Linked DNA regions of Muntiacus reevesi: region 2 is linked to region 1. Evidence: chromatin contacts called from public Hi-C data. All regions are on one chromosome and are shown on one strand. The core of a region is the stretch at or near the end of the contact, and the rest is flanking DNA. Distances in the headings are between cores, read along the strand shown. Region 1 holds the start of GAB2 (GRB2 associated binding protein 2). Region 2 holds the start of USP35 (ubiquitin specific peptidase 35).

Evidence for each region. A called contact is a pair of places that touch in the nucleus more often than the background predicts.
Region 2: a contact with region 1 is called in a Hi-C map of muscle, with 4 times the contacts expected there. The contact joins the promoter of USP35 here to the promoter of GAB2 in region 1. A contact is called at or near these places in 2 of 3 Hi-C or Micro-C datasets (blood and muscle).

Annotation. Positions count from the first base shown.
Region 1 is chr5:17,186,250-17,190,866 of mMunRee1.1, forward strand. GAB2 (GRB2 associated binding protein 2) reads left to right here and starts at 3,194. Exons shown (of 11, transcript XM_065937011.1): 1 at 3,194-3,212. LOC136169201 (a long non-coding RNA gene) reads right to left here and starts at 4,425. Exons shown (of 5, transcript XR_010663399.1): 1 at 4,364-4,425.
Region 2 is chr5:17,421,287-17,425,703 of mMunRee1.1, forward strand. It overlaps USP35 (ubiquitin specific peptidase 35), which reads right to left and starts at 1,465. Exons shown (of 11, transcript XM_065937009.1): 1 at 1,194-1,465. It overlaps KCTD21 (potassium channel tetramerization domain containing 21), which reads left to right and starts at 1,739. Exons shown (of 2, transcript XM_065936402.1): 1 at 1,739-1,784.

The sequences.
Region 1 (4,617 bases), core at 1,944-4,443:
CGTTCCACCAGCCATGCACCTGCCACCGGCCACAAAGCCTCAACTCCCAGACAGGCACGGATGCAGGCTGTCGCTGACGACACTCAAAAAGTCAAGAGTGCGCCCTTTAGAACTCAGGCTCTGTGGGGGGAGGGGCGGGAGCAAAACATGGTGCTCTGGCTTCCTCCCAGGTGTGCGTTTCTCTAATCTCTGCAGTGCCCCTCCAGAGAAACCCTCCTCATAAGACGGGCCATTTCCTGGGGATTTAATGAATACAGAATTAACGGCGCTCCTTGCAGCGGGCCATTAATTCCCCCAGGAAATACCTGTGGTCTTTAATCAAAATTGCCTAAATTATAGACTAGTGATGCACGTCCTCTCGGGAGAAGGGGGTACTGTCGTCCCAACTGGTTCCAATAGATGGCGCCGATCTTCATCTAAATAAATCATTCCGATAATTTGTTTTCCATTCCTCCCCTGTGAAAACCAAGGAGCATTAAAAAAAAAAAACAACAACAACAAAGGCAAGGAATGGAGAGGACTTAGCAAAGGCCCAGACAGGAACGTCCTGTGCGAAGGCTGTTCTAGGCCGGGCTCATACCTCAGGCCCAGAAGACTGAGCTACATGGGGGTGCAGCCAGGGACCTCAGCAGCAGTCCCTCCACCGGTGAGCAGCCCTAGCTAAGTACCGGCAACTGAGTAATGAAAAGGTTGGGGAGGTGGGGGAGCACCAAGAAGAGCCCCTTCATCTAACTTTTGGGGGAGGAGGGGTATGTTCAGAGAAGACTTCTGAAGCTGATACTCTGTTGTATTTCAAGGCCCTTCTGTCATTGGCCTCGAAATGTTTCCACATGAAATTGTAAATAAAATATGGGCGGATGGCATCTTTAGTTAAACAAAATAAGACCCTCAAGAGTTTCTGGCCAAGTGTAGCCCAACTCCCAACTAATGGTTGCTGAACAGTCTCCCAGTCTGTCTTGAATCCTATAACTATAAAAAGATATGTAACAGAAGACTACTCTTCTAAGGAAAGATAAGGCCTCCTGTGTGTATGCCTGACTTGCATCATAAACCTCAGCTGCAAACAAGGCATGCAGATTTCTCAGACTCTGCAATCCCTGAGACTTGGCACCATGACTCAGATGTGAATGAAGTCAGAGGATTGCTTTATTTTGGTCAGGAGTCACCGCCTCCTGACCGATTTGACAGGCTCTGAGTATTTTGATATTTGGGTCACGGGTTTTATAGAAGGTACTTAAAGCCAGAGGTTAAAATGGCCATCATTCTGGTGGTAGCCCTTACATGTGTCTTAAATATCCCTCCGTTGAAAGGCTAAAAGGCCCTGGTCCCCGAGATAGCCTGACTGTCTTGGTTTTACATACAATCCAGCAGCACACCGGATAGTGAAGAAAATCAGTGAAAATTGGGTCCAGGGTTGCTGATTGCTAAACCTTCCCAGGTGCTTAGAAGAGCTAAGCATAGAATATAGAATTAGCTTTTATAAACTGAAATGGTTGAGTTTCCCGCAACCCAGCAAAGATCTGTAAAATCAGAAGTATGTCCAACAGCTTGCAAGAGCTAGCTTTGCTGCACAGAGACAGGGAGATGAGCAAAGTAGCCTTGGTCTGATGTCTTCGGGGAGTGCAAGATGCCACCGGATCCACTCCGGTGCCCGCAGCAGTTCCCTATTGCTATAACGGGTTACTATCCACTCTTCAAAGAAATCGGGTCGGGGGTGGAGAGCCTAACCTTTTAAGGCTGCTTGTAGAGGTACTTTGTGAGTTGAAAAGAGCCTTTAACCAAAGGTTTCCGGTTTTGCTGAGTTTTTTTCCCCCTGTTCCCTCCCCACAAAATGCTGGATTCTTCAGGTATGTGCTTCTGCGTTCTCCATCTCAGTTAAGCCTTTCCACAACGCAGTAAGAGGCATCTGCATCATATGAGTCCCAGAGAATTCTCCTAACCTTTGTCAGTAAGTTGGAGCGCTGAAGAATTTTGACCCCAGTTTTTTACTCTACACCATCTTGCCTTCCAATTCACTATGAAATAGTATTTTTGACCCATTTTTGCCTCCTTGATTCTACAGATCATAAGAATTTTCTTCTACTGAATTGCTTTTCCCAGAGGCAGTGTGGGAGCCAGCGGAACTTTATTGTCTGATAATAGTGTGTTAGTCGTTCAGTCGTATCCGACTCTTTGCAAACCCATGGACTGTAACTCGCCAGGCTCCTCTGTCCATGAAATTCTCCAGGCAAGAATATTGGAGTGGGGTTGCCAGTTCCTGCTCCATTCTGATAATAAGAGGACCCTAAATTAATGCGGACATGAAAACAATTCTCCACTTTAAATAGATGAGCAGTACCACTCCCAACGCCGACCCATCCCTAGAATGAGAAACCTGACCGCACTGCCAGGGCTTTGGGCCCTTAGGCTATCTGTGAAATGGGAATAACACACCCCACTCAATTTGGAGATTTGTAACGAAGATCGTATAAGCAAGGAACGTACGCCCAGCCCAGCACGTAGTAATCTGGTTTTGTTTGTTTATTTTCTTCTCCCACCAAGGGGGTGAGAGAGTTAATGAAACTCTTGGAAAGCGGATCACTCATTTCAGCCAGAACCTGACCCACTGAAACCTGAAACTCAGGGAGAATGGACAGGACAGGGGAGCAGCCCTCGGGCCCCTGGCTGACGACCCTCCGCGAAAGGTCGCTTCACCATCGAGGGCGCGCAGTTCCTGCCCATCACCCCACGCCCACCAAGGGCGCGGCCGCCTGCCCCGCTGACTGCCGGAGGCTTCGGGAAAAAGACCCCGGGGGGCGCGGCCAGCCGCGGGCGCCCCCGAGAGCCTTGGGCCCAGGGCGCGAGGCGGTGTCCGCGCCTCCGCAGGCGGCCCGCCCGGGGGCGCGGCGGGCTGTGGGCGTGGCGAGCGCGCGCCGCCCTTCCTGCCGGGGCGCCCCCGCCGCGGCCGGGCCGGGAGAACGCGCGGGTGCGCGCGAGGCAGCCGGGCCGCGCCGCCTCGTCCTCGCCCTCGCCCCGCGGCCGCCCGCCGCCCCAGCCCCTCCCCTTCGCCGCGAGCCGCGCACCGCCGGCCGGCTGAGCCAGCGGCCCGCGCCCTCGTCCGCCGACCCCGCGGCGGGCTCCGGGCGGCCGGCAGCATGAGCGGCGGCGGCGGCGACGTGGTGTGCACCGGCTGGCTGAGGAAATCGCCCCCCGAGAAGAAGTTGAGGCGCTATGTGAGTGCGGGTGGGGGCGAGGGGCGCTCCGCGGCCTGCCGACGGGCCGGGCGCCCGGGAGGGTCCGCGGGCGCGCGGGCGGGGGCGCCGGGAGCGGCCGGCGCGCCCCGCGACCCGGGGCTGCAGCACACCTGTCACAGGTGCGCCGCCGAGGGGCGGGGCGGGCGGCCGGCCAGGTGAGGCTGCGGCGCCTCCCGGCCAGCCTCCCGTAAACTAAACCCAGCATTGAAGTTTGTATTGATTGTTTTCGGAGACGGAAAAGAGTTGATTCCCGAGGCCGGGGGGTCCGTACCGACCCCGAGCGGCTCCAGCCTGCGGGGCTCGGGGAGTGGGCGGGAAAGGGGGGGCGTAGGCCGTGGGGCCGCGCGGCCGGGCCCCCCACAAAGGGCGGCGCGCCTCCCACCCTTTCCCCCCGCGCTTTCCCTGCCTGCCCCTCCCGGTGGCCGCCTGCTTCCTTCCAGTCCACAGCCGCTGCATCACGGGCAGCGTCAGCAGCATGTGCAGCCCTTGTATTAAGTGACTCATTTGTTTGTCCCCCTTCTTTGCCTTTATGCTGTATGTCTCTCACATGCATCCCCCACCCCACGAAGGTGACACTGCAGTTTGGTCTGCCACGACTGGCCCGGCTTTTGTGTTGTGCAGCTCTTTGGCGTCTGGGGTCAGGAGAAATCAAGGGTCTCAGTTGCCAGGTGGTGCTAGCCGACAGTGTTTACCGAAATTACCGGGACAGCCGCTCCCTTTTAAGTGAGAGGCTCCGTATCCTGGGGAGGGTCGTGCAGCCTGGTTTGAGCAGTGAGGGGTCTGGTCCCACCCTCTCCGCCCCCACCAGAAGATGCCTAGCTTGTTGGGGTCAAAGTACAAGATGGTGCCGCTGACAGAGATTTGGCTGAAATCAGCCCTGGGTTATTCGACTGAGTTTGGAAATAGAAGCAAGGTCGCTAAAAGATGTCCGGGTCTCCCATCCTCTCCTCTCCCCTTGCTGTGAAATGCCCTTGTTAAACTGCCTGTCCGTGCTGGACTCTGGGATCGTTCCCACAGCATGGAAGTGAGCCTTGCCTTCCAGCTGCAGTGCATCAAGAGAGCTCTGAACAGACCCTGCCCGCTGTCAGCTGCGCCCGTGGCTGTCCGCAGAGGGAGAGGCGAAAGCTTACCAGAGTTTCCTGTCTTGGCTCCCCAGATCAGAACCAAGGGACTTCTGGCCTCTGGATTGAGGAAGTGACATTCTGTTTTTCAAAGGAAGTGTTGTTGGGGAGTGCAAGTGAGTGTGTATGTAAATGAAATCAGGCTCTTATTTAGATCATCTGCTGGGGAAAAAAAGGATTTAGCACATGACTTTCAAAAGTGGACACAGATTTTAAATATAGTAGGGATGAGACAATAAAGTGTTCATCTCAGTTTTAAAGCT
Region 2 (4,417 bases), core at 215-2,714, 230 kb after region 1:
CTGGATGGGCCATTCTAGAAGTTACCCCAAAAACCAGAGCTGAAGAAAAAGAAAACAAACAAAGAAGACTGTTCCTGGTTCACTCTCAGGTAGAAAGCTCATGGAATCTCCTGGGACAGGGAAGGGTGCTTCAAGGACTCACTCAATCTCTTCAGATGCCGGAGCACAGCAACCAAACCCCCCCTCCCCCCAGCGCCCCAGCACTGAGGAGCCCATTTCCTTTCCTCTTTGACCCTCACACCCAGTCTCCCTCCTTTGGCTCCCCTGGGTGCTGGAGCTGCTTGTGGGAGGGGAAAGCGGAGCACCAGGCTGTCCTTCCTGACACCCAGAAGCTCTCCATCCCTGGCCCCTCAGGCCTCTGGACAGCAGCATTCCTCTCTGTATTTTTTAACTGAACTCCTATGCAAGGCAGCCCTGGGAAGGATCCCCTTGCCACACTACAAGGAGACCTTCATTTGGGCCACCAAACTGTCGCCCCGAAAGAAAAAAGGAAAAAAAAAAAAAGGAGGTGGGGAGAGGTTATCAGTAAAAACCAACTACGGTTTTACCGAAGAGGAACTGAGGAAGAGAAGGGAAGGAGGTGGGATATATTCCCTTCTCAGAAACACATAAGCAATGGGGGCCACCTCTCACACACTTCTGATGGCCGCGCCCCCACCCCCACCCCAGGCTTTCTGGAAGAGCGGGCACCAGGCTGACATATCCGGGGTCTCCTGTCCGCAAGGCTTCTTGTAGCTGGAGTACGCCCTGGGGGAGAATGCAGAGAATAGCAGAGCCCATTCCAAGCGCAGGTGGCCTCTTGGGCGCTCCCAGTTTGTAACCCACCTCGGTCCCACCCCACCCCTTCCAGTTATACCACTGCACCTGCTCCCAGCCCAGAGTGGGGCTGCGGATCCCACGGAAGGCCGATGAGCTTCATGATATACTGGGCGCCGGTACCCTCAACCCTGAGGGGGGCGGGGGCAGGGGCGGGGTCTCTATATACACAATTGATGAAGGAGGAGATTGAGGCCCAGAGAGGGGCAGCTACTCGCCCAAGGTCACACAGCCAGGCCCACTATACACCCAGACCTCCCGCCTCCCAGCCCCGAATTCTCTCAGAGCTCTACGCGCGTGTCCGGGCTCTCGAACCATCAGAAGGATGGTTCAGACACTCCCTCCCCCAACCTGCACACACACCCCAGCCCTCTTACCTTCGGAAGCCTGGTGGCCCCGGCCTCAGGAGTCAGCTCCTAAGGAGGGGAGCTCTGGCCGGGAAGGAGCCAGGCTGGGCCAGGAGAGGTCAGGGCGGGTCCTTGGCTTCCCCTGGAGTGGGGACGCCCTCCGCCAAGTCCCAGACGGCAGGGATGCTGCTTCCACTGCAAAGCCCAACCTCTCCACCCGGCCCTGCACAAGTCTGTAACTGGGGAGCTCGACTCAGCGGCGTAGCCACAGGGCTGCGGGGCGAAGTGGGGGGAGGGGCGAGGTGCGGGGAAAGGGGCGGAGCCGAGCGGGGGCTACCCCGCGAACCACCACTCAAGCTGCGTCCCCTTTAAGGCGAGCCGGCCGGAGCGCTGGTGGAGGCGGGGCGGGAGCGGGCCGGCTAACTGCAATGCCTCCCGGGAGATGGAGTTCGATGCCCAGCGCGCGGAGCTACAAAGAGCCTATTGGAGGACTACAAGTCCCAAAAAGCAGCGCGCGGATCCCGGGCCGCCACGCCCCTGGACTGGGCTCCGGCCCTCCGCCCCCTTCGCAAAGCTGCGCTGGCCGCCCGCGGAGGGGAGGTTGCTGAGCGAGGGCCGGAGGTGGGTGCGGCACGGACTGGGGCGTGGGGTGCAGGGACTGCCGGCGAGGGGTCACGGATCCATCTGGGCACCTGTCCTACCGTGAGACGTCATCTAGCCTATCCTAGCCTCGCCATTCTCATCCGTGCAATGGGAATAGCAACGCCAGTGGCCGCGGGGGAGGGGATGTTTATGGGGAAGAAGGGGCGGAGCTCGTGAAAGAAGCCTGGATGGATGGCGATAGCCTGAAAAGCCCGGATAATAAGGGCCGAGACTGTGGGAGGAGTCCTGTGGGTGGGTCAAGAAGGGGCGGGGTCTCTAGATAAGAAGTGGAACGCGCGTGAGATCGGAGAAGGGGCTGGGGAGTGGGTGCAGAGGCCAAGGAAGCAAGCCTGAGTTGGACTGGGTGGAATGAGCCGAAAAGCGTTGGGGAGGGAGGGGTGGAGACAGAAAGATGAAAAGGATCCCTCTCGGCCCTGTAAAAGCCCAGTGTCAGCAGCGCTGATGTGACTTGAGTAAGAAGGTGCCCAAATGGGCAAATGTCTGTGGATGCACGGATCATCTTTTCCTTGTGACTAGAAAATAAAGAGCCCATTCTTTGAACTCGGCGTCATACATATGAGTTCATTCAACTCACACCCTGTGAAGACGTCACCATATCTGTTTACAATTGAGGAACTTGAGGCTCAGAGAAGTAAAATGACTTGCCCCAAACCACCCAGCACTCCTTACTCTCAAGGCACTGTTTTTTTCCATGCACTGCAGGGAAGTAGAGATTTAATCTGTAGCGAATGGCAGGGAATAGATGATAAGTGTCCCGGTCCTTCACAGGTTGTGTGACAGGACCAGCTTCCTCACTGCCAACCTCCGAGGCTTATTGTTAGGATGAAATGAGGAGGTAGGTTTGAAAGCCGTTGGTTCATAAATTATCTTTCTTGTGAGGAGCAGGAAGACCGTGGAAGAGTGGTTGGGCCTGAGGAAAACCAGAAGGTGAAGCCTAAGGGTGAGCCAAAAGGATGAAGGACGATTCTGGAAGAGGGTAGAGGATGATGATTGTTGGGAATCTACACCAGATGAGATACTTTGCTGTGCAAGCCAGGTCAGGTGACTTCCCTTCTCCAGCCCTGTTGGTTGACTGCTTCAAGGATCCATGTGTGTCATCTGAATCGGGAAGCACCTTCTCTGTTTGGTGAGCACAAAATGGAGCAAACAGCATTTGGGCCTTTTAGAGATAGGAACTGGGCAAAGCAGAGCTAAAGATACAGCTGTTGGGTGTGGAGGTGGCGAGCGGTATCCCCAGATAGTCTCCAGGGCTGTGAGCCAGGCTCTTTATCTGGTGGGCTGTGTAAGGTGGGGAACACTGCTCTAGTTTTTTGGGAGACACATCACTCACTTTGAGTGCTGTCATCCTTGAAGTTTACCTAGCTATGTTCTATGCATCCCCTGCACTTTGGAAGTTCTTCTATTTACTTCCAGGTAATTACCTGGGCCTTGCCCTGTGCCTCAGATTCCAAACTGAAAATTCAAGAGGCTATTTCAAAATAGAAAGTTTTAAAAATTCAGGAGCGATTGGTAAACCTCCCTATTGGTAGATGACAGAGGGGACTAGGAAAATGGATCTGACTAAACAGGAAGAAAGTTTTCCCCCTTCCCCTGCCTGCCGACTTCTTGGGGTACAGATCTGGGGTACAATCCCTGTCCTGACAGGGTGGTCAAGCAACCGTCTACTTAAGGAAAGTGAGCCTTGGTAAGGGGTTAGAATAAAATGCTCTGGAGATGCAAAGAAGGAAGGAGTGAATTGCAGCCAATGAGCCTGGCAGATGAATGGCATTTTCTTCGCAGTGCAGGCAGAGGGATAGCAGATGCCAAACTGCAGAGATAGGAGAGGGCGTGATGTGGTTGGTCTGTAAAGTAGGGATAATAATAAGCATCTTCATCTATGAAGTTAACATGCATAAAGGGCTTCCCTGGTGGCTTAAGTCGGTAAAGAATCCACCTGCAATGTGGGAGACCTGGGTTCGGGAGATCCCCTGGAGGAGGGCATGGCAACCCACCCCAGTATTCTTGCCTGGAGAATCCCCATGGACAGAGAAGTCTGGTGGGCTGCAGTTCATGGGGTCGCAGAGTCGGACACGTCTGAGCAACTAAGCACACGCAAAGTGCATAGCATAGTAGTAACTGCTTGGTAAACATCAGCCATTATTATTACTGCTGCTGCTGTTATGATCACCATCATGTGCCCAAGAATTGGTCTAGGGCCACACAGCTAATGAAGTGGCAGAGCCTGATTCAAATGCAGGCCCAGGTGACACCAAAGCCCATGCACTTTCCTCTTCCCACAAACATCTGTGAGGCCCAGAAGTGGCCCCTCTTTGTTAACATTCTTGGTAAACCATCACAGGAGTTTCTTTTCTACGGTAGTACCAGAGACTGGGTTCAGAAGGAAGCAGGGGAAACAAAGGCCTAAACAGCCATCTTCTCCCAGCCTGGATCTCAGCATGGAGACAGGCAGGCCTAGTTTTGTGGTTCCTGTGGGCAGTTTAGTCTAGGTAGGAAGACCACTTGGATGTACATTCAGTTGCCTTCCACCAACTGTGGGCTATTTTAGCTGAGCCCTGGTTGGCTTCTTCATCCTCCAGAGCACTGAGATGTCA